Regions from separate parts of the Mus musculus genome. Here region 1 is linked to region 2. The links are chromatin contacts, called in public promoter capture Hi-C maps. All regions are on one chromosome and are shown on one strand. The core of a region is the stretch at or near the end of the contact, and the rest is flanking DNA. Distances in the headings are between cores, read along the strand shown. Region 1 has its middle 66 kb from the start of Gpr26. Region 2 holds the start of Gpr26 (G protein-coupled receptor 26).

Region 1 (4,060 bases), core at 46-2,545, 66 kb after region 2:
GTCTCCTCTGAATCCCACCTGGAAAGTTTACCAGGTATCTGTCCTTTCCCTAAACACTAGTTTCTCAGACTCCCCATTTTACTGTCTTCCCATCAGAAGGCCAGGGGACTTTCCCTCATGAAAGCCTCAGAGCTACTAGTGTGACCACAGCAAACCCTTAGCTTGTTTTTTTCCCCCTCCACCAAAAAAAAAATCATTTCACCAAAAAAAAACCCCCAAGAGTTTTAAGTATTGTGTAACATGCTTGGCTCAGGCCACCAGATTCCCTTCCTGGAAGAAGGTTCCAGGACCTTCCATGTTTATTGAATAGTTGGGGTCCTTTTCTATGCAAAATCCCCCAGCTCTAAAGTGTCCCAGCCATAAGAGAAGTATTGGCTTTTCCAGTCGAAGGTCTTCCTCTATTTCTCCTGCCTAGCTCACTCACTGCCTCCCGAGGCTGAGGTACATGAGAGGCCAGAATCCCCAGTGACCATGGGCTCCTGTTTCTGTCTTATGCAATGACTCAGGAACCTAAGGTTGGGTGTGCCTGTTCTCAGACTCTTACAGGACAGTGAGAACTTCTGAAATTCCTAACATTGACATGGGGAAAGGTGTGGCTTGCACCAGACATTTCTTTGACTCAGCTTTTCTAAAAAGGCCTGCACTCACATTTCATGCCATTCACTCACATTTCATACCATTCGTGTTTGGTAGAGCCTCATTCGGTCTCTACAGAGGGTCTGGGCAGCAGCAGGATGGGCCTCAGGCATTGCGGGCCCCCCCCCCCTGCAACCGTGAAGAATAACAACATCCTGATTTGCTTTTGCAGGTTCCCGACTGCATCAGCAGCACAGGGCTTGCTTTCACCAGGCACAGCCTGAAATAGACAGTTGTTGAAGTTGGGCCCTTGTTCTTCCTCCCAGCCCCATGCTCCCAGAAATAAGACTCAGACTCAAAAATATATTTACAAATACCTTGGCTATAGAGCTAGGTTCTTCTCTGACTAGATGCAAAGTAAAATATCCCATTTATTCTTGCCTACATTCTGCCATGTGGCTGGCTACTTGTGCTCAGCTACCATGTGTCCATCTGTCTGGGCACATTTTCCCGGTGGATCTTCCCACCTGACTCTCTCTCAGAATCCTCTCTGCCTCCCAGATGTCTCACCTCTATTCCCTACTAATCCATAAGCCATAGGCTTTTTAATTGACAGGTGATGCATCCATACAATACACAAGATATTCTCTCTTCAGACTGGGGCTCTGAAATCCAAGCCTCTGCTGCATGGGGGAGGAAGACAGAGAGCTGAGATACCTGGAGGGAAACCAACTCTGTATAGAAGAAACCATATGCTGTTATCTGGAGCTGTGAACCCTAAGCAAACATAGTCAGGTGGCAGAGTTGAGCTAATGCGGTTTGTTTGTCTGTTCTACATCAGAAGGGATTGGGGCAGGGTAAAAGCTGGCACAGCCCCTCCTGTGCAGCCCTTACTGGTAGGGCAGTAAATTGGCCACTCCCATCTCCAACCATCTACTCATTTGCACAGCAGGAGAGGAGGAATTGTGGAGAGGGACAAATCAGATGATGGTGGGCAAAGTGCTGGGTAAATGTAATGAATGCATTTACCCAGCAGGCCTACAATAAATGGAGATGAGTTTACCAAAGCAGAAAGGTCCCTCCTGGCTGCAGGCTTGCTCACAGCTGGCCATGAGTGGGGAGAGACAGACGGTAGACTCAAATCTATCTCCAGCCGCACGAGAGTGAGCTACTCACCAGGGTTCGTTCGAGCAAGGGGGCCACCCACCATCCCATCTGTTCTGGAGAATTCTGAAAGGCAGAAAAAGAGGATGGGCAGCTGGGTCACAGAGCAGACTGCAGGTGCCCAGGTATGGGAAGGTGCAGAGAGCTGAGGAGAGCATCCTTAGAGAATATCTGACTACTCTCTGATTGGTTCCAAATTTAAGGAAGTATTCTGCAAAGTTCTTTGTCGGTTGAGCAACTAGAAAGGATAAGCAGTTTTCAGAAGCTATTCATGAAGCTCTTTATTCTCTAGAAATACAGAGTTGTGCAGGCCAGTGAGAGAGATTCTGGTTCCATAGCCTGAGGTGTGCAATGCAGTAGTGATGGCAGCGTGCTGGAACACTGAATGCTTTCTTCAGGCTACTTAACAGTGGCCACTACACTGTGAGCATCGTCAGCCTAGGAACAGGAGACAAAGAGTTTGGGCAAAGGGCCTTCACTTGAGACAGAATATAAAAACCCCAGTTGTGAATAACCCAGTAAACATGAAGCGTCAGTCACAGCCCAGCTTTGTGGCTTCAGGTTTCAATTCCCTGGGGAGGATACAATTAGAAAATGGGCTAACCTGTTACTGGGTTCAATGCTGCTTAGCATTGGCTATGCTGGCCTTTGCAGCCCTGTCACTGGGACAAACATGCTCTGAAGCATGTGACGTTATATGTTCTACAACATGTCACATTAAACCCTTGGCACCTGAAGCCAAGATGGTTGACATGTCCAGAGGCAGGCATCTAAGGGACTGCTGTGGCAGCATTCTGGTGGCTCCAGGCTCTGCCATCCTTAAGGCTTGGTTCCCCTCTAAATTAGTCATCAAAGGCAGCTGCAGGAGCACCGGCTCTGTGCCCCTGTTCCACATTGTCAGGAGAAAGGAGAAAACAAAGGAGACACTCCTTCAAGAGCCTTCCCAGGACTGTCACTCATAGTTCCTTGTACAAAGATTAAACATGACACCACCAGTACTCACAAGGACAGTTGGGAAGTGCAGCCATTTTTCTGTCCATATTTGGTGCAGAGAAAATAAATAACCAAATTAATAGGCTTTTCCTACCTCCTCTCAACACTCAGAACGTTTCTGTGGCCAGATGTATGGGAATTTCTAAAAACTGTATTCTGTGTGAGGGTATTTGTATATGAGTGCAGTGCCCACAGAGGCCAGAGGTGACAGTTCTCTCTGGGGCTGAGGATACAAGTGGCTGTGAGCAGCCTGATGTGAGCATTGAGAATCAGATTCTAGTGCTGCCCAAAAGAGCAGCATGCTCTTAACCACTGAGCCAGCTCTTCAGACCCAGAGGGTTTTTTTGATTTTTTAAAACGTGTGTGTGTGTGTGTGTGTGTGTGTGTGTGTGTAAAAGAGAGAGACAGACAGAGACAAACAGACAGACAGACAGACAGACAGAATGTACGCCAGATGTGTGCAGGTGCCTGTGAAAATCAGAAGAAGGTGTCCTAAAACTGGATCTACAGGCAGTGGTGAGCTATCTGATTTGGGTTCTGGGATCCAAGCTTGGATCCTCTGGAAGAGCAGCTCAGGCTAAGGTCTCTTAACCACTGAACCATTTCCTCCAGCCTCCAGATGTGTGGGAACTAGCTTCCCCCACCCACACACACGAAAAGTAATTCCATGATGATCGTTGGGCATCTGTGATGGCTAATCTTGGTTGTGGACCTGACTACATCTGGAATCAGCTAAAATCCAAACTGTTGGCCATGCCTGTGAGGGATTTCCTTAATCCAATTATTTAAGATGAGAAGACCCACAGTAAATCTAGACCATGCCTCCCAGTGGCTGCCCACACAAAGGCATGGAAAAAGGGAACTGCCTTTTGCCTGCTTGCCTTCACTTTCACCGGCAAGTTTGTCTGCACTGTTGCTGGGGGATTCCAATATAAACTAAACCCCAGCAACTCTGTAGGAGTCCTCCCATACTCCAGCACCAGAGGGGATTGCATAGTCAGCCAGTCTCAGGTTGAACAACTACTGGAGCCTTGGCTCCCCATTGTGAGAGACAGATATTGGACTACTATAAATTAAATACATATACATAACACATATATACTCTATAAGTGAGTCTAATAAATTCCCTTTTGGCATCAGGTCTGTTCCTTTAGAGAACCCTAATACAACATCCTATAATTTAACTCAACACCTATGCCATCTGCCTGAAGACAAGGTCAGATCCCAGTGGGTAAGGGCTTAGCCCTGCCCAGTTCAGACTCTAATCCCAAGTCAAAGGTTATGCACAATATTTGTTCAACTTGACTACAACTCAGAAGTCGAGTTC
Region 2 (4,482 bases), core at 782-3,281:
GAGCTAGTAAATGAGGCAAACCTGACTTAGAAACCCCAGGAATCTGAATTTAAACAGCACAGGAAGTCATTCTATAGAACATTATAATGTAAGAATCAAGGATCCACTGGTGTGTCCCAAAACATACTGGTTTACTCCAGAAGCAATCCCTAAACATCCATCTCATCCCAGGGGAGAGGCTTATCAAGACAGTCTGTGGAAGCAGGGAGACACATGGGTGAACAGCCCACATTGTTGTTGTCATCAACCAAGCAAGAGATGAAGATGCACAGCCAACCTGAGTTCTGTAGGCCCCATGAGGAGACCAAGGGCTGAGAAGGATGACAGCATTCTGCTTGCTTTTCTCTTCCCTGAGAGGCAAAACCACTTCCACACAGTATCAACGCAGCTCTAAAAAACAGATAAGGAAGCCAAGACTCGGGGAAGATGGGTGTTTGGCTCAGGGTCTTGTGAGGTCAGTGAGTGATGTGCTGGTAACTGCTTAACCACGGGCTCAGATTGCGGGTGGGGCGGGCTGAGCTGTGACATTTGTTTGTTTCTGTGGTATAAATGCCCTTAGAGTGTCAGGTTTCTATTACCAATGTGCTGCCTCTTAAGGGGGGTTGCAGAAGGGTTCCCAGGCACCCTTGGAAGCTGGTAAGAAGTGGTCCTGTCCTGGGCACTCTTGGGTATATTCATTATAGTGGTGCTTAGCATCTGTCAAGGTGTAGAAGAGAAAGGCCATTGTTCTCTCTGACTTGCAGGTGCTTTAGATTAACCCCCTCCATCCTTGAATCTATGTGAGGGAAGATAATTAGTGTGATGGGGGAGACACAACAGCTCCCTTAGGGAAACTGTCTATATTTGGTTTCTTTCAGACTGAGGTCTGGCTATGTACAGTCATCACTGGCCATCTCACCAGGCTCTGAAATACAGTGTAGGTGGTCACTGGAGGAGGTAGCATCCCATAGAAAGGCAAGAGACTGAGGAAGCTCTGAAAGTTGTCACCTGTCTGTCCACCAAGCACCTTTGAAACTACGGAGTCTGGACTAGGGATAGAAGAGACACAGTTCCCACATGTTTACCTGAGGGGAGGCTGAGACCCTTTATGTCCCAAACTCTGATGATCTGGATCAAACAGAGACATCCGCTATCCTCCCATTCTCTGAACAGTTCATCCACATGCCTAATAAGCTTATACTCGCTGGCTCGCCACACCCAGAATGGACAGGACAGCAGCTGGCCCAGGACACAATGAGTGTCCAGAACCAGCTACACCAGGACTACTTCTGATGACCATGGACAGAGTGTGTTCTTGACTGATGGCATGCCCAAGGGATGTCCCGGTGAGCCTCAAGTGACCTTGCACCATATCTGAGAGTGTAGCTGAATGACTAGAGAGTGAAGAGACGAAGCTCTGGAGACTCAGTGTCCAGCAGTACAGCAACTGCCTGCAGATAGATGAGGGGAGATCTCAGGAGATCTCTGGCCATAATGCAAGACAGAACTGTGAATTCTATCCCAGCTCAGCAGAAGCCTAGCCAAGCTCCCCAGTTCATCTTAGATAACAGCAGCAATCCTAGATGCTGGGCAGCTATGGGGCAGGTGGACTGGGTCAAGGTCTGGTCACCTAGGCAGGGACAAGCAGCACTGGGACATGAGGGTGCCCAGACATTCTTCCCTTTTCCTAGATTTCTTGACTCAGCCTGTCTCCAGCTCATATAGGGGAGGATAGAAAGGAAGGGGAGGAGGGGAGCCACTGGGAGCCAGCCATTCTGCAAGGGAGCCGGTAGGGCTCCTTCCCTCCAAGTGTGTGTGTGTGTGTATGTGTGTGTGTGTGTGTGTGTGTGTGAGAGAGAGAGAGAGAGAGAGAGAGAGAGAGAGAGAGAGAATCGGTGGGATTTCCTTCTCAGAAGCAGCCAGTTTCCTAAGAGAAAAAAGAGAGAAAGGAGAAAGAAAGGGAGGAGAAAATTGGAGGTGGGAGAGACAGAAGGGGGAGGGGGCAGAAAGTGAGAGCACACAGGAGACTGAGCACAGAGGCAGAGAGAGGGAGACAGAGAGAAAGCCACAAAGCAGAAGGGTGTGCGGAGCAGAGCCAGAGCTGAGAGGGACCCAGTAAGGGCGGGTGCAGGCAGACGCAAAGCCAGTGACCACAGGAGACTGCGACCCCGGATTCCAGGGCACTTCAGGAGGTCAGAGGAGCACAGGCCAAGAGGTGGTGCGGGACTGGGAGTGAACACTCGCCTAGGTGATCGCCGGTGAGGTGACCCCAGACTCCGAGTGGTTCCGTGCCCAGGTGCTCGCCTGGGAGGTGGCGCGGGGCTCCGGGAGGCTGCGTGCCTAGGTGCTGGCCCAGGGGGTGGCGCGGGCTTCTGGGTTGGTGGATGCCCTCTGGGTAGCCATGGCGACAAGGGCCAGGGGTCGCTGGGCTGCCGTGTCGCCTAGGGGCTGAGTCGACAGCAGGCTGCGCCATGGCGGCGCGGGGTTGCGGGCCCTGAGCGCCAGCGGCGGGCGCGCACCATGAACTCGTGGGACGCGGGCCTGGCGGGGCTGCTGGTGGGCACTATCGGCGTGTCGCTGCTGTCCAACGGGCTGGTGCTGCTCTGCCTCCTGCACAGCGCTGACATCCGCCGCCAGGCGCCGGCGCTCTTCACTCTCAACCTCACGTGTGGCAACCTGCTGTGTACCGTGGTCAACATGCCACTAACACTGGCCGGCGTCGTGGCACAACGGCAGCCGGCCGGGGACCGCCTGTGCCGCCTGGCCGCCTTCCTCGACACCTTTCTGGCCGCCAACTCCATGCTCAGCATGGCCGCGCTCAGCATCGACCGCTGGGTGGCTGTGGTCTTTCCGCTGAGCTACCGTGCCAAGATGCGCCTCCGAGATGCCGCCTTCATGGTGGCCTACACGTGGCTGCACGCGCTCACCTTCCCGGCCACCGCGCTCGCCCTGTCCTGGCTCGGCTTCCACCAGCTATATGCCTCGTGCACACTGTGCAGCCGGCGGCCGGACGAGCGCCTGCGCTTTGCTGTCTTCACCAGCGCCTTCCATGCGCTCAGCTTCCTGCTCTCCTTCATCGTGCTCTGCTTCACGTACCTCAAGGTGCTCAAGGTGGCCCGCTTCCACTGCAAGCGCATCGACGTGATCACCATGCAGACGCTTGTGCTGTTGGTGGACATACACCCCAGGTGAGTGCCCTGACCCAAGACTCTGAGCACTTGGTATTGAGTTAGGAAGGTCCCAGCATCCCGGGAGATCCCCTTTCTGCATCAATGGCATTAAGCACGGGTGGAATAGCAGATCCTGTTTAAACGGGTGCCTAGAGCTTCACTTTCTGAAACATGGGACTGAAACCCCAGCCAGAACATCTTGTTACCCTTATACTCTGGGCAGTGAACTCTGTTCACTTTTCGAAGCTTGAAAGTGGTTTGGATCTGAGAGGGGTATCTAGAGGATTGGAAAACCCTTAAGAACTCTTCAAATGGTGGGTGTTATTCCTCTGGGTCTTTGCAGTCCTGGGTGTGGTGCCACCTGGATCTCCTCGCATGAGTCCTCATTAAACAGAATCCATAGCACCTTCTCCCAGTGATGAGCTCTGAGGGCCCCAGTTCTTCTTGCCTTCCTAGAAGGTTCAGTCCATCGTTTTCTAGACTTGGAACCTCAAGGTCCCTTAAAGAATTTGTATCTCAGGTTTCTGAAACCAAGCCTGCCCACCACTTCCATTCTGTTGACTTGCTATTTCTTTGGAGAAGAAGGAGGGAGGCAAATGGAAAGATGGACTGGGAACCTCCGTGGTCCTTAGTGTTCCTTAGGGAGAAGAGGAGGAAACTGTCAATCGGGCTGTTCTGAGCTCACCTCATCTTTCCTCTTGAGACTAGGACATCAAGAGGGAGGGTGCTTCTGTGGCCTCTGCCAGTTTATATACATTAAAAGCAGACTCCCTCTCTGCTGCCTGGGACTTAGGAGTCCACTTGACACAGAAGATACAGCACACAGGGAGCAATAGTGATGGACAGTTAGGCTTCAATGTGTGAGCAGAGCCCCAGGATGTGGGGAGCCTTGGGGAATGGAATGTAGACCCCAATGTATATTCACCCTCCAGGGCACAGTGGACAGACTGAGCAAAAGCCTTTGTGAAGCTTCCCTGCCTTGAGCAATGTCACTATGCTGAATGTTACTCTACCCGCTCATCAGAAGGGCATGGCTGAGTGTGTCTACTGCCACCCCCTGAGCACACATTCAAGATGACATGGTGGTCCAGTCTTTCCCAAATAAAATCTTCCCCACAGAAGCTTAAACCAAATGTGCTTACATCAGCTCTCTCAGCAATGGTCTGTGCAGTTTAGTCATTTCAGGAGAGAGTCTGAAGCCACACTTGTAGAAACATTCCCGTTCATTGTCCTTCACTTTAGAAGGGGCTGGGGCTGGGTCCGGGTCCGGTTCTGGTTCTGGTTCTGGGGCTAGTTCTGGGTTTGGGACTGGAACCGGGACTGGGGCTACTGC

What was found. Promoter capture Hi-C pulls out the DNA fragments that hold promoters and counts their contacts.
Region 1: a promoter capture Hi-C map of hippocampal neurons shows a contact between it and region 2, with 2.6 times the contacts expected there. The contact joins the enhancer-like site here to the promoter of Gpr26 in region 2. A contact is called at or near these places in 1 of 39 promoter capture datasets (hippocampal neurons), 4 of 484 Hi-C or Micro-C datasets (cerebral cortex, embryonic stem cells and nephron progenitors) and 2 of 9 other capture datasets (adipose tissue and pancreatic islet).

The regions. Positions count from the first base shown.
Region 1 is chr7:132,030,681-132,034,740 of GRCm38.p6, forward strand. It overlaps a transcript of Cpxm2 not described here. Among named protein-coding and RNA genes, the nearest start is that of Gpr26, 66 kb to the left of the region's middle. Within about 2 kb of position 1,296, at least 18 of the 459 cell types and tissues checked have an H3K27ac peak or open chromatin away from gene starts, as enhancers often do. A contact at or near this core is called in cerebral cortex, hippocampal neurons and pancreatic islet, where this site is marked.
Region 2 is chr7:131,964,429-131,968,910 of GRCm38.p6, forward strand. Gpr26 (G protein-coupled receptor 26) reads left to right here and starts at 2,032. Exons shown (of 3, transcript NM_173410.3): 1 at 2,032-3,167. The coding sequence starts at 2,500.